Linked DNA regions of Zea mays: region 2 is linked to region 1. A link is a contact called in public Hi-C data. All regions are on one chromosome and are shown on one strand. Each heading gives the region's core, a stretch centred on a gene start, on an enhancer-like site or on the middle of the called end of the contact. The rest is flanking DNA. Distances are from core to core; before and after follow the strand shown.

What was found. Hi-C and Micro-C count contacts between places; a contact is called where the count stands out from the background.
Region 2: a contact with region 1 is called in a Hi-C map of leaf, with 5 times the contacts expected there. The contact joins the promoter of LOC100281562 here to the enhancer-like site in region 1. A contact is called at or near these places in 2 of 25 Hi-C or Micro-C datasets (ear and leaf).

What each region holds. Positions count from the first base shown.
Region 1 is chr7:108,336,362-108,342,907 of Zm-B73-REFERENCE-NAM-5.0, reverse strand. No RefSeq gene overlaps it. Among protein-coding and RNA genes, the nearest start is that of LOC111589765, 54 kb to the left of the region's middle. Within about 2 kb of position 4,352, at least 5 of the 20 cell types and tissues checked have an H3K27ac peak or open chromatin away from gene starts, as enhancers often do. A contact at or near this core is called in leaf, where this site is marked.
Region 2 is chr7:108,550,188-108,557,282 of Zm-B73-REFERENCE-NAM-5.0, reverse strand. LOC100281562 (ubiquitin-protein ligase) reads right to left here and starts at 1,713. Exons shown (of 1, transcript NM_001154481.2): 1 at 1-1,713. The coding sequence starts at 1,632.

The DNA of each region.
Region 1 (6,546 bases), core at 3,103-5,602:
TGGTGCATAATACCTGCAATAATAACACACACCCTGGAAATGTAAATAACAGGTCCAAATATAGAGCACTGTGCTACTGCCACAAATATGAAAATATATAATTGTATAAAAGCCAGCTAATAAGTGGGACTGTGACATGTAAGACCCTTGAATGATTAATCATTACAGAAATGGATATTGGAGTTCATAAGTGAGCATAAACCATGAGGATACCTAACCAGAAAGCATTACCATATAGAGAACGGAAAGATGGTGATTAGTATGGACTGGTACATAACTTCAGATGCCTTTTTAGGTACCAAAAACGATAATAAGTGAAAATTCTTCAAATATGAGGATAATCACACCTCAACAAAGTTTCTTCATACCACAAATCTAGCATAAAAGAAACTTCTAGTGGCAGACTGCGGTCATGGAAACTTCTAGTGTTAAAGCTATTGCATTATTGTACTAACATAAGATAGATAAACAAAGCATGAGAATCAGTGAAATATTATATTGCTGGAAAGAGTACAACGCATGAGTCATAGAGTACATAAATAATACTTGTCCTACCCTGCTGATCGGCTCTTGTCCATTGATCGCCTGCCTATCATGAGCTCCAGCAGCACCACCCTAAAGCTGCACACATTGCTCTTGGATGTCAAGTGACCTGGAAATGGTACTTCTTTAGAATTCTGTTTATGCATGCAAACTACTTTAGTATGGTACTCTTCCATTACCAGCATGGTACTCGTTCAGTTTGGTAGCTTGAATGGCATCCAAGTCCAGCAAAAAAAAAAGAAAATTCAACCCAGTGCCACCTCAGTATCATGCTTCTGTGACCACTTAATATAGCAACAAACTTATAAGCTAGCGCACAACCTAGAGTGCACATGGGAACCATAAATATTCATATGTTGTGCAGATATAACACCTCTACATACAGACTGCATCTTTTTTGTCAAATCACTGCGATGTTTACTATTGCAATGAAAAAACTTTTAATCTGATTAGCAGTGTTGGAGCCCATTTGGAATGAACGAACTCTCTGAAACTACTAATTGGATATTTTCCTCAATGATAGATCAGTTTGTCTGATTAGGACCTAACCAGCTAACCCCTTGCTTTTCTACTCCTTACTATTGTAGCTTTTGACTCGGGGAATTAGAAAGCACATCCCAATTCATTTGTTCAAATAGCTCGTGGCAATGTTTTCTACTCCTCTATTTCTTTCACATTTTATTGCTCATAAATAATGTGCCGTTTTATCTAGGTATATACATATAGCTTTGCCTTATTTGCTTATGCATATTAAGATGCACTTACTAACATATTCACTAAACTGTCCTAAAACAATTATAATATTGATGACAAGAGATAAAGTCAACTACCACAGATGTATATACCTATAGGTTCAACCTATTCACTAACTGGTCCTTAAATGCAGTCACACCACAATATCTATATGGATCTTCATTCCTAAAACAATTGCAATGCTGACGACAAGAAGGTATATATGGTGAACTATCATAGTCCACTGTAGCTCTTACTCCTTTCATTCATACATATGTATTTGGGATAAATATATATATATATACATACATTTTCATAAAACATATAATATATTGATATATAACTGATATTATAAATTATTTACATCTTTTTAAAAGTTACACGTTTTTTCTGAACTTCTACATAGCTTTTAATTGTTAGCATGCATCGAATGCTGCACTTTCATTAGTACTGTATCTGGAACGACATGAGATTGCACATACCTTGTTTCTCTTCCCACCAGGTAGACCTTGTATCCGGCTCATCTCAATCCCAAATTACTTTTCCCTGAGTATCCGGCTCAGCCTAGCAGCATCACACTTAGTATTTCAGTTATGCTATTTTAGAGAAACGAATATGGCGCTCATTGAACATTCATGACATGTAAATCTATAATTGGTGCCTATCTTATTAAAAAGCTTAGGAAGCAAACAAATACTCACCAAAGATGTCACAGATGACATTGTGGTCATCCGACGTCTGTCCACCAGAGATCACGACACCGACCTTTAGCGGCCTAGTCGCCGCGGGCTCGGTCGACGACACTAGTGACACCAAGGGCTAGTCCAACAGGTTGGGGAAGTTCTTGGCGATCTCATCTGCAATAGATCGATCGAGCAGGCACAAATTTGGTGAGCTCGATGAAATCCGTAGCAAACCACATGCAAGACACGAGATGCCACAACAGCGTTGAACGATCACTCATTAGGGTTAGCTGCGGCAGAGCTGGCAGGGTCTTCGACGGTCGAGAAGTTAGATCGGAGGATGGAGGGGAGGGGTAGTGTGTGCAGGAGATGGCTCATCTGCACCTATGTGTGACATCGTCAACGGCGCACCGGGACGACGGGACACCGAACGCGAGGCGGGGGGAGGGAGAGGTTTTCGAGGAGCGGAGGGACCTGGGGACTGCGTCGCGGGGTCGGGCGGGGGCACGGTGAAGCCGGTCGTCGGGCATGGCGGGGTTCAAGGTGACGCGGATCTCGGAGGGCCCCGTGAAGCCGGCTTCGGCGACGCCTGAGGAGACGCGGCAGAGCTGGCGTGGGTACCTGGCCGTGAGGAGACGCTGCCGCTTGTTGGGCGCGGGCGAGGCCCCGGCCGTGATCCGGGCGGCATTGGCCAAGGCGCTGGCCTTTTTCTACCCGCTGGCGGGGCGCATCATGGATGGGGAGCAGCCAGGGCGCCCCGCCATCCGCTGCACCACCGACGGCGTCTACTTCGCGGAGGCCGAGGCGGACTGCAACCTGGAGGACGTGCGGTTCCTGGAGCAGCCCCTGCTGCTGCCCAAGGAGGACCTCGTGTCGGCGCTGCGCACGCGAGAGGGATCCGTTGTTCGTCGGGCCAGATCCGGGCACGCGCGCGCGGTAGATCTGGGGAGCACGGCACCACTGCAGCCGGGCGAGGGGTCAAAACCCCAGGTTCGAGAAGGCATGCTCACCATAGCCACGTCGACGAGATTTTGGGGCAGAGGACGCGTCTGCAAGAATCATGGATGGAAGGGTGTGGTTAGGGCGGCGGAGACCTCGCGGCGGATTCTGCGTGGGGGAGGAGGGTGGGATCCTCGGCTGAGATCGCGTACGGGTGCGATGGCAGAACCGTGCACCAAGTGTTGTGGACGTCTACACTAATCTTTTAAGGAGTAGGAGAGATATATTTTTGTAAAAAAAACTTTTTAAGATAAATAGATACACATGATTATTAGATTTTAAAACTAAATAACAAAATAGTTATTTGTAGTCAAAGTTTTATAACTTTGACTCAAACCTTGTCCAAAACGACTTCTAATTTAGAACTGTGGAGGGAGTATATCATGTCCTGAACCCTCTTGGAAACCGTGATGGGGAAATATTAGGTATGATATATATATTTATTTACATATTGCTTGATTAAAACACTAATGATATATTTTGTGAGAAAAAACATATAGGAAAACTGAGCACAACATTATATAAAGACTAAGTTAAAAGAAATAATCTTCACTTGAAACTTCGAAGTCGGTTTGTATTTGAATAATATAAGTGGCATCGTCTGCATAGGTGATAATGCATTGAAGTCGTATAGAATGTTTATAGAGATCCGTATAGATGGCTATATAACTTCCACCTAGATAGCCTGCACGATAAGGACTAGTTTAGGATAAAAAAACAGAGGGGATTAGAGGGATAAAATCTCTCTTTTATTAAATTTTGAATAAGACGGAGATTTTAGACTTCAATTCACTCTGGTTTTCTCGCTTCCAAACTAGCCCTGGTTTGGTGGAAGGGGAATTTGAGTGGATCCACAGGGGAGGAATTTTATTGTTATTCAAAATTTGAATAGTAAGAAAATTCCTCCTCATAAATCTTCTCTAATTACTCTCCCACCAAATCATCCCTAAGCTATTATGGTCATATCTAATTTGAGTATGATACAGTCCACTAAAATAACTTGGGTCTGACAAAAAAAACCGCTATCTAATCAAGCATATATATGATATATATTTATATGCATATTGTTTGATTAAAACTTTAATGATACTGTTTTGCAAAAACAAAAAAAACATGCATATATAGAGAAAAGAAAATAGAGTACAACATTGCATAAAGATAAGTTAGAAGAAATAATCTTCACAGCCTTGCAATTTTGTTTGTATTTGAATAATATAACTGCGTAGCTGACAATCCATTGAAGTCATACATAATGTCTGTAGAGTTTCGTTAGCAGGTATTTTGACATCCTACTAATATCAAACTGTATGCCTTAAATAATGTTCCAGGTCAGTGACCGTTGCAGCGATTCATGGATTGGGTTAGTGGCTACGGGTTGGCTAGTTGGGCTCAATGGCCGGATGGAGGATTCAATAGTTGTTCGATTAACTCAGGCCCAATAGATAACAGCCATACTTTGCGTCGAACTAGACCAGTCACGTGATTATTCTCTTCCTGAGTTCCTTCCCCCTCGAGCACGTTAAATCTAGAGAGGTAAAGCGATACAGACATTATTATCTATCTGCATTTGAATGCGATTCTCGTTTAAAAATGCTGAGATTCGATCCGTATCGAGTCTAGGTATTCAATATTCGATACGTATCCGTATACTCGAAGTTGAATATTTAAGATGTTGATATCCATTCAAATCACTTTTGGAGCAGAGTTCTTTCCCGAGTGGTGCAGTCACTCAACAAAGCATCGATAACACTTGGTAAAGAGGACTTGATGAACAGTTTATCGACAAAGAAGCTTTACCGGTTCTCATGTGTGCTTTCTTTGCTGAGTATTCTGATCATTGCACTCAAAAAGGCACCCTTTGCCGAGTGCGATACTCGACAAAGTGACCAGAGACCTCATTTTTATTTGTTTTTATTATTCCATTTAAACAAACAAAAGATATATCACAAAACTATTACATATATATCATAAATATTATAGAATCATCACATACATCATAGACACCACATATCTCACAAAGACCACAAAGATCACAAGTTTCTTCACAAAGATCACAAAAGCCACATGTATCACAAAATAGTTAACAAAACTCACAAGTACTCACAGAAATAAGTCCACAAACACCCAATGTATGCCATAAACAAGTCTCACAACTAAGTTCAGAAGAAAATCAGCGAGGTGGCCAGTTTGACTAGTTCGAAGAAAGGTTGGGCGATGCATGAGGGTTGTTTGATGTTGCCGATTGATTCTGCACAGAGAAGAGATTTCATGTGTGAGACCAGATGAATATATATCATACACGACTAAAATTTTCATACTCCTAGGAGTAAAAAACTAAGGAGGTTCAGCTGTAGGGAACACAGAGGTGGTAGAACAAAATCTGATGCGACGCCATAGCTCTGCATGTAATGAAACATCTCGGTCCTCGGATCGTCTTCTAGTCCATGGACCTCCTTTGACACGATAGTGTACTCACTGAGGTGACTGTGGACGATGGGGTTGTTGTACGCCTTAGGTTCGTCCTCCAGGTTGTTGGTGAAGTCGGACGTCGCCTTGACCTTGTGGGCCATAGCATACGCTGAGAAGATGGAGCAAGGCTGGCCACCATGTGACGCTGACCGTGAGAAAACCACCGAGATGGTTAGAAATCATACATAATCAAAAGTTAGACTGAATAAAAGAAATTGTGTACCCATGCTTCTGCATATTTGGTGAGGCTACGACCGCCTTGGTGGTGGGAGGCACCTTGCATCATCAAACACCTGTCCCAACAAGCATTGTGTCTCTCGTCCCACTTGTTGGAGCACCACCTTTGCATCATCTTATTCCATCACTTAGGATGCTCGACGCACTAATAAGGAATTATCTACAGGAAATCAAGTACATGATATATCAGAAGATAAAACTAAACATATTTAATATCAATATTAATGCTCTATATTTACCTGCAAGTACTGGTCCCAAGTCAATGACATGGTTTTAGCGTCCTTTTTACTCACCTTCTCTCCAAGGACAGATGTGTGGAAAGTTATGATGGCCTGGATGCGCGCCTTATACTGCATGTCCATGACGAGCTTCTTATAGCACATGGTAGCCACCACATCCATCCACGCATCTGAAGAAATTCTGCATACAAACACGATGTATCTATACATTATTTCAATAATGTGTAACAAATGTGACATATTAAACAATATAGTGTAAGAAAGACTACCTGCTTCACCAGCTTCACCTTGTTGTTGAATTCCCTATCGTCCCGATCTACTGTATCGGGGGTGACAGAGTAGTGGTCGAAGGAATAGGCCACGAAAGAGTGTAAGTCGTACTCAACAGTCCCTGCCGCCATGATATCATATGTATAAGATGTGATAAAAATTTGACAGCGTTTTGTGAAAGTTGTCACGTACTATATGTACAAACCTAGCCGACCTTCACATGAAATCATGAAACTTCTATAAAAGCCGGCTAGGTTTGTATACATTGTACGTGACAGCTTTCACGAAACGCTGTCAATTTTTTTAATCACATTTTACATATGATATCATGACATCTCAACAAGTTTCATGATTTTCTAACGATTTTGTTTGTG
Region 2 (7,095 bases), core at 464-2,963, 220 kb before region 1:
GTAGAGGCTGACCATGGCGTTCTTGCGCCCGCGGTGCGCTCCATCGCGGATCAGCTGCACCAGAGTCGGGATGGCCTCCGGGATGCGCCCAATCTCCTCGGCGTGCTCCGCGTTCGACGACAGGTAGAACAGGACGGCCGCCGCGTTCTGCCGCGCCTCCGCCCTGGCGCCCACGTTAATCACGTCCACCACGAGCCCCACGCCGCCGGCCTCGAAGAGCGCCGCCCGGCCCCGCGGGTGCTTCGACAGGTTCAGGAGTGACGCCACCGCATTGTCCTGCACGGACGCGTCCGTCGAGGACAGGAGGCACAGCAGCCACGGCACGGCGTTGGCCTCCACGAGGCACGCGCGGTAGAACATGTTGTGCTTGCACAGCTTGCGGGCCTCGCAAGTCGCCTTCCTGCGCTCCGCCGTCGAGCCCATCGAGAGCTGGGCCACGACGTAGGCGACGGCGAGGCGGGCCGCGCCCGCGGCGGCCGGCCCGAATGGCACGGCTGTGTTGCCGAGCGCGCCGTGACGGTGCCCTGAGCTGCTTGGGTCCGGAAGCGAGACGCCGTTGCTGAGCAGCATCCGCTCGATGATCCCGCGCAGCGCGGCGTTCGGCACGACGTCGGCGGTGCGGAGCCGCTCGCCGGTGACCGGGCACGTGTGGCATCCGGCCTTGATCCACCGGGTGATGGACTCGCGGTCGTACGTCTGCCCAGTAGACACAGTCACGGGGTCCGTCATGAGGTCCAGCGCGATCGGGCACTGCAACATCTCCGGTCTGAGCCAGTCCGGGCACCTCGCCGGCCGTGACGCCGCGTCCGCTTTTGGATTCGCGTCGGTCTGGTCGAACAGCACGACACGGCAGTACACCAGGATTGCCATTAAGCTGTTGATGAGCACCGCGTCGCTGCTGCTGTCGCCGCCTGCGCCGTCCAACCGCGTGCGCAGCTCGTCCTCCAGGAAGGCAATCTCCTCGGAGCACTCGGTCCAGCTTCTAACCCCGATGTGCTCTAGCACCCGCCTCGCGTCCTCGGCGTCCGGCGAGACGCCGCTCTTGAACTGCTCCAGTATCGACCGCACGCTCCTCGCCGCGCGCTCGTCACTGGCGTCCGGACGCACGGCCACGCGCCACGCATGCTCCGACATGAGCCGCGCGAGCTCCCCGGCCTCCACGGACGCGTCCACGACGTCCTTCGGCAGCGCGTCCATGGCCGCAGCGACGGACCCGAGAATCACCCTGAGCTCAGACGCGGCCAATCCGGCGTTCACGAGCACCCACAGCCGCGCGCCCCGTCGCGCGCAGTCCGTGAGGAGTAACCGCAGCTTCTGCATGGCCACGTGCAGCTCCGTGAGCCCCAGCACCGCCGATGATGGCAGAGGTGCCGTCTTCGTCACTGACACGTCTTGGACCTCCTCCAGAAACGCGAGGAGGAGGCCTGCAATCCGCACTGCCTGCCGTAAGCCGCGCCGGAGAACAGGGAAGGCGCCGGCGTCGGCGCCGAGCCCTTGGCTCGCCAAGTCGGCCGCAAGTGCGAGAAGCGAGCTGAACAGAGGCGCCGGCGCGATGCTCTCGCATGGGTAGACTGCCATGAGGGATAGCAGCCGGCGGCGCTTCGGTTCGCCCGTTGGTGGAGGCGGCGGCATTGGCGGTGACGCTGGTAATCGTAACGGGAAGAAGGGGGCACATTAAACGGTTAAAGTAGGAAGAGAAGTTTAGAGGTAGCCGTAATTCGTAGCGCTAGAGCCGATATTTATAGAGGAGGTGGCACACGTGTTGCGAGGCAAAGGCAGAGGCTTGGGATCATGCCACGTGGATGTGCTGACACGTGTTAGGCGATAGTCAGGCGGTTCCTGCGATGGCGGCGGAAGTTGTTGGGATAAGACTGGAACAGCACCAACCGCTCCTGCATATAGGGATGGATTTCGGTCGGATACGGATGGAAACGAATCCGGATAGCACTATTTACCATATTTTAACTCGAATACGAATACGAATACGAATGTTATCGAATACGAATACAAAATGGATATCTCGAATACGGATTCACACCCGGATGTTTATATAGTTAAATCCATTACAAACATCATATAATTCAATCATAACAAAGAAAATATTTGTTATGAGTTCATCAACAACCAAGGCAAACTAAAATCAAAGTACTACATATACTCTCTGATCAATACAAACATAAATCATGAGTGATAAATGCTTCATACTTCATACCGTAACTAACTAACTACCATGTTAAAATGAGATAAAGTTAAATAGCAGCAACCACTGATGTAAAGTCCCACATTAAAGTACATCTCATTCACGATGGATACAAAAGCAACCACTTGTAAATTATAATTCTATTTGGCTGCTAGTTTTACCACACACTACTGTATTTTTCTCTCACGATGAATACAGCACCAGCCGCAGTAGCACTGCCCCAAAATAAGCAGCAGGTGAATCAAAATTGAAAAACACAATTCTAGCATTGGAAACACTATAGAAGGCACTCAACATGTGGGAGAACAGCAAGTTCCAGCTCCAAGCAGTCAAGCACATCTCACTCTCACCTAAAGAAATGATGAGAATTTTCAACAATATGTTCTGCAATATTTTTTATACTAGATAAAAAATATTATACTAGCAAAGTGGAAATATTTATCTAATGAAAACACTCAAAAAGTATTAGGACTCACCTAAAGAAAGAACAACCCTATCTTTCTTCTAGATCAACAAGGTTGTCACCATCAACAATGCTTTCAGCAGCATCAGTAGCACCTACAACACACATGATGATGTGTATAAAAAAATTGTGCAACTAAACTAACAGCATGAAGTATAGCTAAATAGTTATTATATTGTACCTCCATCTTCCTGGAGTGTAGCATTAACACCAGAACCAGCTAAGTCATCAACGTTTGAGAATAAATCTTTTGGGTCTGAAATAAATATACAAGAATCGCATGGGGATATCATCAGAGAGTAATGCATGCAATGGGAAAACCAGCATGCAGTAGTGACAAATGTGGCACTGAAAATACCTTTGTTTGAAGCCCTAATCCAATCTTTGGTGCAAATAAGTGCCTCAACCACCTGAGGGTCCAAACGGCTACGATACTTGTTAACAACTCTTCCTCCAGCACTGAATGCAGATTCAGATGCTACTGTTGATGCTGGAATAGCCAAAACGTCCCTTGCCATTTGAGAAAGGTTTGGATACTTTGTGCCATGTGCCTTCCACCAACTCAATATGTCAAAGTGGTCACTATCTTTCCAACTAAGCAATGGTTCTTTGCTATATTGCTCTAGCTCAGTTTGATCTTGGCCCAATTCCATGTTGTCCCTTAGAAATGAATTTAGTCTTTTTCTCCTTGGCTCCTCATTTAAATCCATAAAGAAATGAGAAGTTCTACTATTTCTAACAGTTCTACCTTCAGTTTGTTGGACACAGTTGGTTGTAGAAGAACCATATGTAGTGGCATAAGAATCATAAATCTTTTGAAGAACCTTTTTGAATTCATATGTGTCATCAAATCCATAATCTTCTGACATCTCAGAATAATAAAATTCGACCACTTTCATCTTGTACCGAGGATCTAAGAAGCATGCAACAGCTAGAGCAGTATTGCTCATCTCCCAATACTTGTCAAATTTTTCCTTCATTGATTTTGCCATAGAAGCAACAAAACTATCATTGCTTTTTAGCCAGTCAATAATCTTGAGGTTAATTTCACAAAATTCTAAAAAGAATAAGTTTGCTGTTGGATAATGAGACCCTGAGAGGAGTTTAGTGGCTTCATAAAATATCTCCAAACAGTTGCACAATGCAGCAGCATTGTCCCATTCTTCTCTTGTAGGAGCATGTGAACCATATTTATCAGGAAAGAGTAGAACAAGTCTTTGGAACACTTTTTTGAAGTGAAGAGCGTCTGCTAACATTAAGTAGGTTGAATTCCATCTAGTGGACACATCTAAAGAAAGGCCCCTTTCTGTTACACCTAGGTCAGCAGCTTGCTTTAAAAATGTCTCTTCTTGCAATGGTGAGCTCTTAACAATAACGACCAATGCACGGATGTTTGCAATAACAGCTAAAATTGTGCTCACACCATCTCGAGCAATGAGGTTAATAATATGAGCTGCACATCGCACATGAAAGAACTTGCCACCACAATGTATAGAGCCTTGATTCTTAAGAGTTGAAATGATAGTGTCCACGCAAACATCATTTGAAGATGCATTATCTAATGTCAATGCAAACAATTTTTCATCTAGATTCCATGAGGCCATATTTTGCATAAATGCAGCACTCAAATTAGCTCCTGTATGCCTTCCTTCAAGATGCATAAAGTTTATAATTCTTTTATGTAGCTTCCATTCACCATCAATAAAATGACAAGTCACACATAGATACCCCTTATTCTGGTTAGAAGTCCATACATCCATGGTGCAACTAAATCGACATTTAAGAGTGGCAAAGTAATCGTACAACATTTTCTTCTCATCATAAAATATATCCATTATCTTTGTCCTGCTGCCCTTGCGACCCTTTATTGGGAAATTTGGACACAAAGACCTTATAAAATCATTTGTATACTCATGTTCACAGTAGCTTATGGGATACTCATGCATGATAATTGAAAGATAGTATTTCCTAATACTAGCAGCCTCATCAAACTTCCAAGTTATTTTTTTACTGCTAGATTTTTCACTGCCTTCATCATGAAATGAGTAGTAATGATTCCATAGGCGTGTGGTACCTTGGTTGCTTGGCGCGGAAAGAACATCATCACAATATATGCATGCTGCCATTGGCTTCTTGATAACCATGTCATCCTCCTTTTCTTCAACAAGAATTTCATTGAAATGATTCCAGATTTTTGAAGTCTTCCTCTTTGAGCGCCTGACTTTGGTGGATGAATTTTTTCCAGTTGGGACTCATTTTCAATCTGAACAGCAGCTGCGGCACTTTCATGCATAACCCTCTCAATTGCATTCACATTGGTGTTGTCATTTGTGTCATCCTCATTTGCAGATGGCATCGACTTCTGTAGGAACATAACTGATTTTAAAAATGATGCAAAAGTTTATAGATGAATTTTTTTATAAAGTAGACAATATGAATGTACCTCCTTATTTCTTGATGACCTTGTGTTTCTTGAAACCATAGCTACTGATATAGTTCACTTGTTCTTCTAATTCTGTAGTCAAAATGTTACATATTAGAGACAAACCAGATCAAATCAAATATTATAGCTATTTCTTTTCCAATAAAATGCTCTATTGAAACACGGAAATACTAAATAAAAGTGCTCCAATAGCAGCTAGGTTCGAACAAAACATTTTCAGACCAATTTGGCCATAGTATGTCCATGCGTGGTAACACAAAAATATTGAGAAAAAAAACTTGAGATCTGCACTAAATGTAACATTTTTACATGCATAACTAGATCTGCACTAAATATTGTACGTCATTGCAAGATTAGAAATTAGAAAATTAGAAAACAATCACCTTGAGTTGGGATTTGGGAAGGGGTTGTACTGGGAACAATGGATAGTCCTTTGTCCTTGTTCGTGGGGTACAGATTAGAAAGGGGAAGGAGGCTGTCTAAGAGCAGCAATCCAACACAGCGGTGGAAAGAGGTACAGACACTGCCTTAGTGTCGTGGAAGTAGGCCAAGAGCATCGGTCCAGCACAACCGTCGCACAGGTGCCGCCGTCGCCGCCACCGAGCACTTGAGCACTTGAGCAGAGGGTGTGATGTCGATGGTGTGGTGGTCTGGTGGACTGCTGGTCCCTTGCGTGTGGGGAATTTTGGATGAGAGAGATGGTGGTGATTTCTATTGGTGAAATGAATAGGAAGTGCGGCCTGCGACAAGATTTAGGCGCTACAGAGAGAGGATTTTGTTTTTTGCGTGCGCGCGATAGGAGCATTTGGCGCGAGAGCGAGGCGGGAGCCAGAGAAATGCGCGCCATACCAATACCAAGCAGAGCAACAGACGCGATCTTGCGGTGGCGGAGAAATCGAATTCCGGATATATCCATTTGATATCCTGATTCAACAACAAATCGGATATCCGGATCCAGATTCAGATTTAATAAACGAATACGGATGTATCCACTTTATCAACCAAATTATATACGAATACGAATACGGATATCCATATTTATATATTTACGAATACGAATACGAATAATTCGGATATTTTGCCATCCATATCCATCCCTACCTGCATATAGCCACTTTCAGCCAAAGTTTCGTACCCAGAAGAATAGATTCGGTGTTAAAAAACTTCAACACATAGTTGGTTCATCAATCATCAACGTTCGGAATTTCATGGAGACTTTGAGTTAATACATCAAAAAATTGCTAGCTTTAATGAAGAACATGCATCGCACCATATTGAAGAGTGTTCGGTTGCTAGCTATATATATTTTTTTCGCCACATTTCAATTTAAGTAAGTTTGATTAATTAAGTTGATAAATGTTCAGTTGATAATTAAATGTAGACATTTTTTATTTTATATTTTACGTGTCATAGAGTAAAAGTGTGTGTCTGGATTTTTTTTAAGCATGATAAACTATGACTCAAAAATGCCTAGCTATACAATTTTATAGCTTGTCAGAGCATCTCCAATAGTTATGTAAATTTAGCACCTAAATTATAGATTTAAAAAGTTGCTAAATCACTTTAAGGAGTAGAAAAATATGTGTGTTCCAATAGTTCTTTATTTATTGGTTGCTAATTTTTAAAATTGTCCATGTCAACAAAAAGGTGAGCAGCTTTCTATTTTTAATTGAGCTAGCACATCAACAACCTTCCATAATGTCTTGGAAGGTCAAAATTGTCGATGAAAGACCAGAAGATCGCGACGATGGCATGAAGACAACATATGGCACTGGAGATAGATTTATGGTTAATGGGACAGTGGAACGATACAAAACGGTGGTCGAAATATAGTTTTCGCGATGGATTGAGAACCAACATTGATTTAGGGAGTCCCAACGAGGTTAGTAAATGTAGGGATGAAAACGAGTTTTGTAGGGAGTTTGTAAATTTAAGGACTTACTTTACATAACTGTTGGAGAAGAGTTTTCCCAAAAACTTCTTAAATTT